Linked DNA regions of Gossypium hirsutum: region 1 is linked to region 2. Evidence: chromatin contacts called from public Hi-C data. All regions are on one chromosome and are shown on one strand. Each heading gives the region's core, a stretch centred on a gene start, on an enhancer-like site or on the middle of the called end of the contact. The rest is flanking DNA. Distances are from core to core; before and after follow the strand shown.

The links. Hi-C and Micro-C count contacts between places; a contact is called where the count stands out from the background.
Region 1: a contact with region 2 is called in a Hi-C map of leaf, with 2.9 times the contacts expected there. The contact joins the enhancer-like site here to the promoter of LOC107913882 in region 2. A contact is called at or near these places in 15 of 34 Hi-C or Micro-C datasets (anther, callus, fibers and 3 more).

Annotation. Positions count from the first base shown.
Region 1 is chrD10:7,091,944-7,097,816 of Gossypium_hirsutum_v2.1, forward strand. No RefSeq gene overlaps it. Among protein-coding and RNA genes, the nearest start is that of LOC107913881, 11 kb to the right of the region's middle. Within about 2 kb of position 4,583, at least 9 of the 9 cell types and tissues checked have an H3K27ac peak or open chromatin away from gene starts, as enhancers often do. A contact at or near this core is called in fibers and leaf, where this site is marked.
Region 2 is chrD10:7,045,224-7,050,826 of Gossypium_hirsutum_v2.1, forward strand. LOC107913882 (NADP-dependent malic enzyme) reads right to left here and starts at 3,641. Exons shown (of 20, transcript XM_016842551.2): 1 at 3,332-3,641; 2 at 2,654-2,937; 3 at 2,050-2,170; 4 at 1,859-1,933; 5 at 1,321-1,472; 6 at 1,111-1,216; 7 at 959-1,024; 8 at 666-761; 9 at 498-569; 10 at 308-391; 11 at 127-225. The coding sequence starts at 3,361.

The sequences.
Region 1 (5,873 bases), core at 3,333-5,832, 48 kb after region 2:
GTGGTGAATAGCATTCTGGAGAATTTTTGTTATTTTTCTGGGCAGAAGGTGAACATGAATAAATCTCAGGTGTTTTTCTCTCTTAATACACCGAGAGTTGTTGCTGAGGCAGTGTAGGCTTTAATCGAGTTGACGATTTTGGTATTTACTTAGGGTTATCATTGTTGCACAATAGAGTTATAGTAAACACTTTTGATTTTGTTGTGAATAAAGTTCGACAAAAACTGTTTGGTTAGGAAGCGAGGAAACTATTGATGGTAGGTCGAATAACTTTGGTATGATCAGTTCTCCTAGCTATTCCAAACTACTTTATGTATACCGTTCGGATTCCTATCTCTGTGTGCAATGAGATCGAAAGAATTGCCCGTAACTTCATTTGGAGAACTACTGCTGATACAAGGAAAACTTTTAATTATGGGTTAGGGTGTTAAGGAAGAAACATAATGTACAATGGGTGTTTCCAATCTCTATTTATCGCAGTAATTGTTCTTTCATATGGAAACTTTTAATGAGGGTTTGGCCATAAATTATTGGTAATGTTTACTAGTCTATGGGCGATAATTGCACCACGAATTTCTGGAATAATGTGTGGATTAAGGAGTGTGGTCATCTATGAGAAGTTTTTAGAGGCTTTGACCAGCCAGTAACACATTACGCGTTTATGATTTGGTGACTGAAAATGAACTCTGGGATTGGGATAATCTAAATAACCTTATCCCAAGGCATATTGTTCGACAAATTACAGGGATAATGCCTCCAAGCGTTGAGGCGGGACCAGATTGTTTGGCTTGGAAATGGATGAAAAAGGATGGTTTTTCCTCAACTGAAACTTATAAGAATTAATTTTTTTGAGGATAATAGGGGTTCTGCTATTTGGAAGATGATTTGGAAAGCTCGGACGCCTCAAAGGGTGCATGTTTTCTTATGGCTACTGTGGCAGGATAGACTGTTGACGAATTATGAAAGAAGGCAATGGCACATGACAGAGGATGGTAGTTGCCCTTTGTGTAATGGTAGCTTGGAAACGGGGGTTCATGCATTTCATGATTGCTCCTTTGCTAAAACTATATGGCTGGCAGTGGTTCCAAGTAGACCTATCCATGGGCCGGGCGGCCCGGCTTGGCCCGACGGCCCGCCCAAAATATGGGAGGGTTCGGGTAAAAATATAGGCCCGAAATATGGGCTTGGGCAAAAAAAAAGGCCCGTTTAGAAAATGGGGCGGGCCTCAGGCAAATTTTTTTTGGCCCGGGCCCGGCCCGAAATTATATTAAATATATATTTTTTTGTTTAAAATATACTAGTTTAAGTTTTTTATGTTTTAAGTTTTTTATGTTTAAAATATATATATATTTTTTTATGTTTAAGTTTTTAAAATATATATATTTTTTATGTAACAAAATATCCTGCACATGTATTAATATTGGTTGGTTTTAAGATAAAAAAAATGTAAACTTATTTGTTTACAAAAATATTTGATAATACAAAAATGTAAACTAATCAAAGGTTAGATTTTGTTACAACAATTAATACAATTAACAATTAATAATTTGATAATTTTACTAACAATTAATTTTAATAACAATTAGTTTTAATTTTATCAAAAAAATTAATTTTAATTAAAATGGGCCGAGCCGGGCCGAGCTCGGGCCCCATATTCTTTTCTCGGGCTGGGCCTGGACAAAATCTCGGGCCCATATTTCGGGCTGGGCCGGGTCTGGGCTTAGGAAGCGGGCTAAAATTTTTTTCTGGGCCCGACCCAAACCCGACCCGGCCCATGGACAGGTCTAGTTCCAAGGCAAGCTCAAAATATTTTTTTTCTCTTTGATGTTTAAAGAGCGGCTATCATGGAACTTGCAAGGTAAAAGAAATCTAAGTTTTAATGATTGTTGACACCATTTTTGAATGAAAACGGGGTCGACTTGGGTTTTGAAAAATGAAACAGGAATCGCCACCAATCCTTTTTAATTAGGTATGATTGGATCACCTCGAAAAGTGGCTATTTTTTTATAAACGGTTTGATTTTATTAAAACAACGAGTTTGGTCCACGAAATTTAGAAAAATAAGTTCGGGAGTCAGTTACGTACGGAGAAAGATTAACACCCCCGTAACGCCCAAAATTGGTACCTAGTTGATTAGTTAATATCTTAATGTTGAAAATTGAAGACTTTGAAGAATTTTAAAAATACGATTCTTATTTTTATAGAAAACTTATAAATCGTGTTACTCGTTAAGACTTTCTTATTTCAGAAAAAGAAAATGTCACACCCAATGCATTAGGGCACAATATTTTATCTCTTCAGAAATGAGTTAGTTTAAAAACTTGCATAATCTAGTTTAAAAAGGTGTTCAATTGTTTAAGTAAAAAAAAATTGCAACCCAATGCGTTAGGGTACAACTTCTCATAATACTAAACACTGAACATTACCTTTATTTTATTCTTATTATTTTTGAACATCCTCGTCTCAAGAGAACAATACGTCATATCCAATGCATTAGGACACAATACATTAAATTCTTGATTATGAGCTTTTATTTACGTTTTTTTATAAAAAGAGTAATCTCGGTTATTTAGATTCAACGAAGAAAATCGAAACCTAATATGTTAAGGATCGATCTTCTCGAATTTAAAATACGAGATTTTGCTTTTTTGAAAGTCGAAACTTATGCTTTGAGATGAATTAATCTAATTTGAAATGGTAAAAATGAAACACGAGGTTAACATGCGTACAAAACAATATTGAATGCGATAGCATAAAAATAATACAAGCAACTATAATAAGAATGAATGAAAAGGGCAAATGATAATATGCAAAAAATACAAGTATAAGCAAATAAAATTAAAATATTCTTTTAAAATAAAGACGTAAACGTAAATAAATAAACAAATAAAGAGAATGAACAAAGTTATAAAAAAGATATATTTGTATGTGTTTATAAAATAGGTATGTAGAAATATGTAGATATGTATGTAAATTAAATATATATAAGAAAAATATAATTATGTATATACACACACATACAAATATATGTTATATATATATGTATGTACATATTAAAGTTTAAAAATAATAAAAATATATACGTATATATACAAGCAAATATGATAATTTATATACATGTTTAAAGATATATTAAAAATATGTATGTATATATCTATACAAATTAGAAAGTACAAAAAAAAATATAAGTACGTAAATATATAAATATATACACTTATAAGAATTAAAAAACATGTATATAGATATAAATACATGTATACATAAATTATAAAATATAAAAATATACGAGTATGTAAACATCTATATATATATATAAAGCTAAAACAATAATAAAAACTAATTAATATATTAACAATAGTAATGAATAAATAAAAGGAAAATAAAACTGATAATAATAAATAGTAATAATAATAATAACAATAATATAAAAATAATTAATTAAACAATAAAACTGCAAAAAAAAGGGACTAAATTGAAATAAAAACGAAAGTACCGGGTAAATTCAAAAATAAAAAAACGAAGAGTACTGAAGTAAAACGCGCGTCAAAAGGAAGGGACTGATTGGGAAAATATTCCCAGCCTTCAAGCGCGCCGTTTTAACGGAAGGGTAGCATATGGTCTGAGGACCAAATCGAAACAGAAACTAAAATCACGAGCCGAATTTATAAAACAAATAAATAAGCAAAAGGATGAAATCGAGATAAATAGAAAATGCGGAAGGACCTGGACTGAAAATAACCCACCCGCACAAAAAGCGCGGACCCTGAGTTGCGGGTCGGGTCAACGCGCGGGTAGGAGGGGGTAAAACGGTGCCGTTTTGAAATGTTTATTAAAACCAAAATTTTTTTTTGCTTCATTTTTAATTTCAACTAAAAAACAAGCCTTTCTCTCCTTCCCTCAAAGTTTCCACCAGCCAAACATGGCCACGCTGGCGAGCGGCCGTTCTGAGGCCGGGGCTCCGTCACGGGCGGTGGTCGGAGCAAGAAAAGTGGGGTTTTTAACCCCGTTCTCGACCTCCACCTTAAGGCCCGATCCTCCAGACGCAACGAGCCGAAAAAGGAGAGACCTTTCATCCATTTCTCGGTCTGATTCCAGCACTGAAGACGGTCTCCGGGGACAGGCTTTCGAGACCGGTAATGATCCTTTCTCTCTTTTGTTTCGTTTAAAAATTTATAGAAAATAAACAAAAAAAGGAAGAAAATAAACAAAAAAGAAACGCAAGAACAGAAAAGAAAATAGACTGAGATCAACCTTTTTTTTTTGCTTTTTGATCTTCTTGTTATTAATTCGTTGTATTTTTGTGAAAATGTTACAAAAGAAAAAGAAAAGACCCGATTACAGTGATGAAGCCCCCCTTTTCTACTTTTGCAAATCGGCTTTATAGCCGAAAGAAAATCTAAATTTTTTTGCCATTTTTGGACTTGTTTCTCTTTGCTCCTGCTTCTCTTTGTTGCGTGTTTACAGGTCTTGGTAGAGCAGGTGGCGGCAGACGGTAGGTGCGGCGCTAGTCAGATGCAGGTGGGGGTGGCCGATGGGACGTGCGGCATAGCGGTGGCAGAAGACAGAGCTGCGGCGCTAGGGTTTCAGAAAAGCTGAAACCCTAGTTTGACTTCTGTTGGGCCAGGGTAATTTTGGGCTGAATTGGGTTTGGGTAGTTGGGCTTATTTTATTGGGCTTTGGGTTTCTGATTTGGGCTGATAATTTGTGGTTTTGGGCCCAGGCAAATTTGGACTTGTACAATGATATTGAGTGGCAAACTCTTTTTGTCATTTTATGTTGGCTACTTTGGAAAAATAGGAATAGGTCTGTTTTTTTTAATAGTCACAGGTGCACCCAAGTCATCGTGGATACAAGTTACACGTAGGCTAGGAGTTATCGGGATTTAGATGTGAAAATGAAACTGCCAAGAACCGTGATGATCCTTTCGAGTTGGTTACCTCTAGAAACAGCTTGGATAAAGCTTAACTCAGATGGAGAGGTGCCGATTAGTGGGAAAAATGCTTCCATTTGAGGAGTGTTAAGGATTCGAATGCAAACTGGTTGTGGGGTTATATGATGAGTTCCGACAAAGAATCTGTTTTTAAATTTGAAACAAGAGCGATGTTGGAAGGCCTTTTTATAGCTTGGGAGAAGGGGTTCAGAAAGGTTGAAGTTGAGTGTGATAATGCTTTGTTGATTGAACTTCTATTGTCTGGTGGAGGAACTAATAGTATTTTAATAGAATTAAGGTTATTATATAAGTTGTTGTGTCGAAGATGAGAGTTTCGCATTTGACATATTTTGAGAGATTAGAATAGAGTTGCAGATCACATGGCTAAATGTGCTGACACAAGAGACTCTTTGCTCTGTTTGTTTGCAGTTCCGTCGGTTTTGGTTAGAAGTTTGTTGGTTGAAGATGGCAATAGGTCTAGATCATTTTAACTTATGATTTTATTGTTGTAATCGCTTAATGCAGTCTCTTTTCTACAAAAAGAAAAAACAATTGAACTTTATCGAAACAAAGGACCTACACAAACTTGAATTAGAAATAAATTTCTCATCACATTACTATTAGAACCCTCTGGATAAAATTTGGTGTCCACCTATAACAATCACTTCTATATCTAATTAGTTCTAGATACTAAAATAGGGCATCATCATAGTCTTAGTCATGCATGAGCATGGAATATGGATGAGATTTTTTTAGGTTAAAATATTTTGTTAACCCTTGTATTTGTATAAAATTTGAGATTTAATCATTGTACTTTTAAAGTTAAAAAAATTCCTCCTATTTTATTGGTTTAAAAATATCAATCAAATCCTTAAAATTATAAGTATTTTCCGTCAAAATTTGTCAAATTGTATTTTTAATTAAGCCGTCCTCATATAATATG
Region 2 (5,603 bases), core at 2,391-4,890:
ATGTCTTGCAGGACGAAAACTTGTCCATCTTTTCCTTTTTTCCCTATTAACTAATTGAAAATTACCATGATTGCTCCTGTCATTAGAATGAACCAAGACTTTCAACAAGTTATAATAACAGCTCACCTCTCCAGCACCAAGGAATAAAAATCTATGATCAGCCAAGGTTCCACCGACTACTTTTAGTGCAGCAACAAGCCCTGCAAGGACCACAGATGCTGTTCCCTGCAAAAGGGGTAATTTTCCCATATCATAAATGAGATGTTTAATCCTAATTGATTTAAGAAAATTAAGATTAAATGGTAACCTGAATATCATCATTGAAAACCAGATGAGTTGTGCCATATTTAGCAAGCAAATCGAAGGCATTGTGGTTTGCAAAATCTTCAAACTGCAAAAATCGTTAAAGATTCAGAAAACATTGAACTTAACATATAAACAAACACATCATATATTCCAGCCAATATTCCATTCATATCTCGCTCGAGTTAACTTACCTGAATGAGAACTTTTTCCCCATAGTTCTGCTTGACTGCACTCATGAATTCGTGCATAAGTTCGGCATATTCCTAGAGTCAAGAAGAACAGAACCTCTTTAGTATTAAAAACAAAATCTGATTGCCTTCATAACTAAAGCAAAACAAGTGTACAATAAGATTACGTGCCTGCCCAGTAGCTCTCCTTCGCCTAAGCCCTATATAAAATTCATCATTCAACAATTGCTCATTGTTTGTACCCACATCAATGGTTACAGGCAAGCACTGCAAACAGCAGCTAATGTATCAGCCATAGCATAAGGGAAAATATTGCCAAACATGGTTAACAGTAAGATACAGATCATTATGAGGCTTGTCCGGATTCATAACCTCTTAATAAAAGCAATATGTAAAGAAGCCTTCCATCAGTCCTTTAGTAATAAAGCAAAGGGTAGTAAATACTCATCATTACATATACTTACAGCAGAAGGACGAACTCCTCCAAGTGCAGTATATAAAGAGAGCTTCCCTATAGGAATTCCCATTCCCTGAGAATATAAATTACCATTAACAAGTCAATAACACATGTGAGAGACAGAGGCAGTTATCATTAGATGTCTCTGAGTATTTATACCTGACAGCCAAGGTCCCCTAGACCCAAAATCCTTTCCCCATCAGTGACGACGATGACTTGAATATCCCTCTGAGGCCAATTTCTCAGAACTTCATGAATCTTCCCCCTGCAAAGGACACAAGTCAGTGTAATACAACGGGAAAGAAGCTCAAATTCAAGAATCCGATGCCAGCTATAATCCGAGGAACCAATTCTCTATGTGAAACGTACTTTTCTTTCAAACTGATAAAAAGACCCTGAGGGCGCCTGAAGATGCTCCCATATTTCTGACAAGCCTCACCAACAGTTGGGGTATAGACAACAGGCAGTAACTCCTCAACATTGTCGATCAGAAGTTTGTAGAACAGCCTTTCATTTAACTCCTGAAAATGAAAGTGAAACCGAAATCAATTCAGAAGTGTTAAAGTCATTAACAGCAATTGATAAAAGCATAAAGTATTATTTCTTTCTGAGTACGATAGTCCGAATAAAAATTTTTAGAAACACTTAAAACAGAATAAGAATGGGAACTAACAGCAAGGAGGAAAGATTGTGAAATTAAATAGAGAAAATAAAAATCATAATCTCACAATAATAGGAGGAAACATAATAGCACAAAGCTACACAAATTCAAACATATTGTTCATATAATATGATGAACTAAAGAGAAATAAAATCATGCCATCGGGTGCAGCTACATATTTGACATTCAAGAAACATGCTGCAATAATTCCAGCCAGAAACCTACGACTTTAGAGCAAACGGTTACCTGCAAATCCATCATGGCCATGTACTTCTGCAGAGGAACTTGATACTGGCGGATACTATACATCATTTTCTTCACCTGGTGAGTAGTGGTAAAATAGTTCATTAAACATAGCAAGGGTTAAGGAAAATGAACAGAATTCAACAGAATGATTCAAGTGAAGTCAAAAAAGATGTACGAGCAGGGTAGATAACCTGAAGTTCTTGGGAAATAACTGTGGGGGGAAGAAGACCACGCAAGTAATAAGAATCTCTTTCTTTCTCATTAAAGGCGAGTCCTTTGTTGTGGTGAGGATCTCGCAACAACGAATACCCACTGCAGTGCATGAAGAAGAGCTTAGTCTTTGAAAGTATAATTAATTGGATTTTTGAAATTAGAGTAGTTCAAAAAACGTAACATTTATTTCCTAGGAATTTCAATCATATCTAACAACCAACACAAAGACAAAACAACAAATCAAAGATCTGAATTGGTAAAATTATTGTTGGCCACAACATCATGATCTAACATTCAATACAAAACAAAGAGTTCACAACAAGTACATCAAAAGGAAAACCATGAACTTAAACACAAAGAAGAAGACCAGAAAATAAAATAAGACCCAACACTTAGAAGATCACCTTCTTATTTAAATGTTAGACAAAAAAGAGATCTGTCAAACATATATGAAAAATCTTAAAAACCATCATGTCATACCCAGAAAAAAGAAAGCTCATAATAGAGGTGGGAAAAGCCAAATAAATAAATAAAAATTACACGAGAAAGATATTAGTGCAAAGGAAAGTAATCGAATGTTACCTGGCAACAGAGAGAGACCAAGGGGTGACAAGTTGATCGTCGGTGGCGGCGGCGTCATAGTAGAGGTCGCGGTCTTCGCCGGTAACAGTAGGATTGGGGTCCACATCAGCAACAGAAGAAGTGTCATCTTCTTTTATTTCTTTCAATGGGTTGTTGTTTTCAATCAAAACGCTGCTGTTTCGATCCCTGTTGGGGCCTAAAGCTGTGACTTTGACAGAAGCTGGTGGCAGCTTCTTCAGCTTGTATGAGAAAGGGCTTGATGACCCAGAAATGCCAGTGTTGTTCTGTCCCCCCCCCCATCCCATAAAAAAAAAAGAAAAGAAAAGGTCAGTAACGAAATCAAATAAAAAGCAAAACAGACTTTTTAAATATATATATATGTATTTGTGGTAAATCTGAGATCTTTAATGTCATAAAAGAAAGCCTTAGATGTTGAATATCTTTCAAAGATGTGCAAAACCAGATAGGAGGAATAAAAAAGAAGGAAATTTTTATTATTGTAAAAGAGCTACAAAGGAAAGACCCTGAAAAAGGTAAACTCATGTGATTTTCAAACTAGAAAAATACCAGAGAAAAAAAAACGAAACATGAGGAAGAGATATAACAATGATTAAGGTTTAGAAATAAATTATAGGAAATGGGTAGTGAAAATGAAGAATGGGTTGATTAAGAAATTACCAGAAAACAGCTTCTGTGCAAGGAAATCATGGTGAGAGAAAATGTGGGAAGACAAGAGTCTAGAGCTTTTGTTAGTGGAAATCTCTCAATAGAAACAAGCAAAGCAAAGAAAGGAAAGATGGAAAGGAAGAGAGTTTAGAGAGAAAGCAGATGGGTTATATAAAGCTTCCCTTTCCCTTCCTTTTCCCTTCCCTTACTCTGCTTTCTCTCTCTACCCGCTGATTTTGTATCTATGAGGGAGAGAAGGAGGAATCCTAAAAAACGTGTCCGGTTTTTATCCCTCTCTGCTACCCTCAGCAGACTTTTGGTGACTGCAAATGACAAGTGGGTAGCTGAGTTTGTCCCTTTATTACGAAAGTGCCACCACCGTCCCCTCAAGTAGGACGTCCAAAAAGAGTGGGTCCCAACCCAAGCCAACTTCCTGCGAATCTTGTTTAATTGCTGTATGTTTTAGGTGTGTTGAGCTGATGAGTTCGGGTTTGGTTTTCTGAACAACCAGACACTGGTTGCTTGATTGGTCGTCAACTTGTAAATCATAATAATAACAAAATAATTCTTTTTTTTTTAAGTATTCTTTTGTTTCGGGAGTCGGAAATTTTACTAAAAAAAAGAACTATATAATTATGAGGAGAAATTTTGAGATAAAATTAATGAGGATCTGCTTCGAAATATTCTGCATTAGTACATTGAAAACAATTTTTAATCTAGTTTTGCAGCCCTTGGATTAAGAATTCTTCGAGATTTATAGTGAGATTTGTCATGTTATGATGGTTGAAACATATTTAAAAAGCGCAGGATTCGTTTCATCAAATTTTATGGCCAAGAAAGAGTCTGAGAACGTCTTCTTCATGCAGTTGTGTGCGGCAATTTTTCATGTCAATTCCAAGATTTTCGGGAATGTCGTCTTCATGAAATCTTGTCGTCTGTTTATATGCGTATTTCTTTTCCTTCTTCTTACCAGTATTTCAATGTTATTGAAAGGAAACAGATTAAACATACATATCTAGATGATGTATATTTTGTTACATTAATGTTTTTAAAATGTTATATTAATTTTATAAAATATAAATTTAGGAAAGCAGCAGCAGGCATGAGGACAAAGTAAATTGTAGGGGAGATTTAGGAAAGCAGACATAGTGAGCTCCTCCTCCTCCTTCATTCCCTTTGGTAAAACAAAAATAAAGACATTGGGAGGAAGAAGAAGCCAACTTTCTGAACCACTGTAACATGACAGCCATTTGATTTTTAGTTTCTGGTTCTGGGCCTTTTTGTCTGTCGGTTTCTTTATTTCATGTGGCTGATAACTTTTGTCTGACGTGGCTTTTCTAGAGCTAGTTAATTATTATTTTGAAATGTGTTTTCCAATTTTGCTTTTTAAGGAAAATTATTTTTAAAAAGTGTGATAAAGAAAATATGAAAAAAGGGATTCGTTAATTTTTAGTAATTTATGTTATTATCAAATATGGTTGTTTTTTAGTTTTCATGCTCATTTTGTAATTTATTTTTGGGATTCATGGTTATTCCTTTTAACAATATATTTTTAAGGTAGATAAAATATAAATTTTAAATGTTTTTTTACGTAATTAATATAAATTATTCATAAAATTAACAATAAAATATTTTTAAAACTTAAATATAATAATAAATTGGTAATTTACTAATTTTGCGAAATGGTGAATTATTTAATCAATAAAACCAAGTAGTTTGGTGTTATGAGAACCAAGTAATTGAGAGATATGTAAAAGTAGATCCCACATAATAAAACCAAGTGCTTTGCTGTTTTTATTAATAATATGACTCGGGAATTTCTTAATATCATCCCACGTGCTCTGCATTTTACCTTTACAATATTCTATATATTATATATAAAAAAAAGAGATTTTAGGAATTAGTAAATATATTTTAGGTAGTATAAAAAATCAATAAAGATAATTTAGGCATTAAAATTATGAGCGGTTAAAATTAAATTAATTTAATCGGTCGATGACTGAATTTAATTCAGTTAAAGGTTAGTTAATGATTTTTTAAAATTTCAGTTATCGATTAATTTAATTTAAAATCAGGTAATTAATTAAATGAAATAATATATAATATATTTTTATATTAGTAATGTATTTTTAACTATTATTTTTATATTAATCAAAATAAATAATATAATATAATATATAATATATTTTTTGAACTATTAAAAAAAAGAAGAAAATGAACATTAGCAATGTATTTTTTTATATGTTTATACTTATTTTAATCAAAAGATAAAAACATATAAATT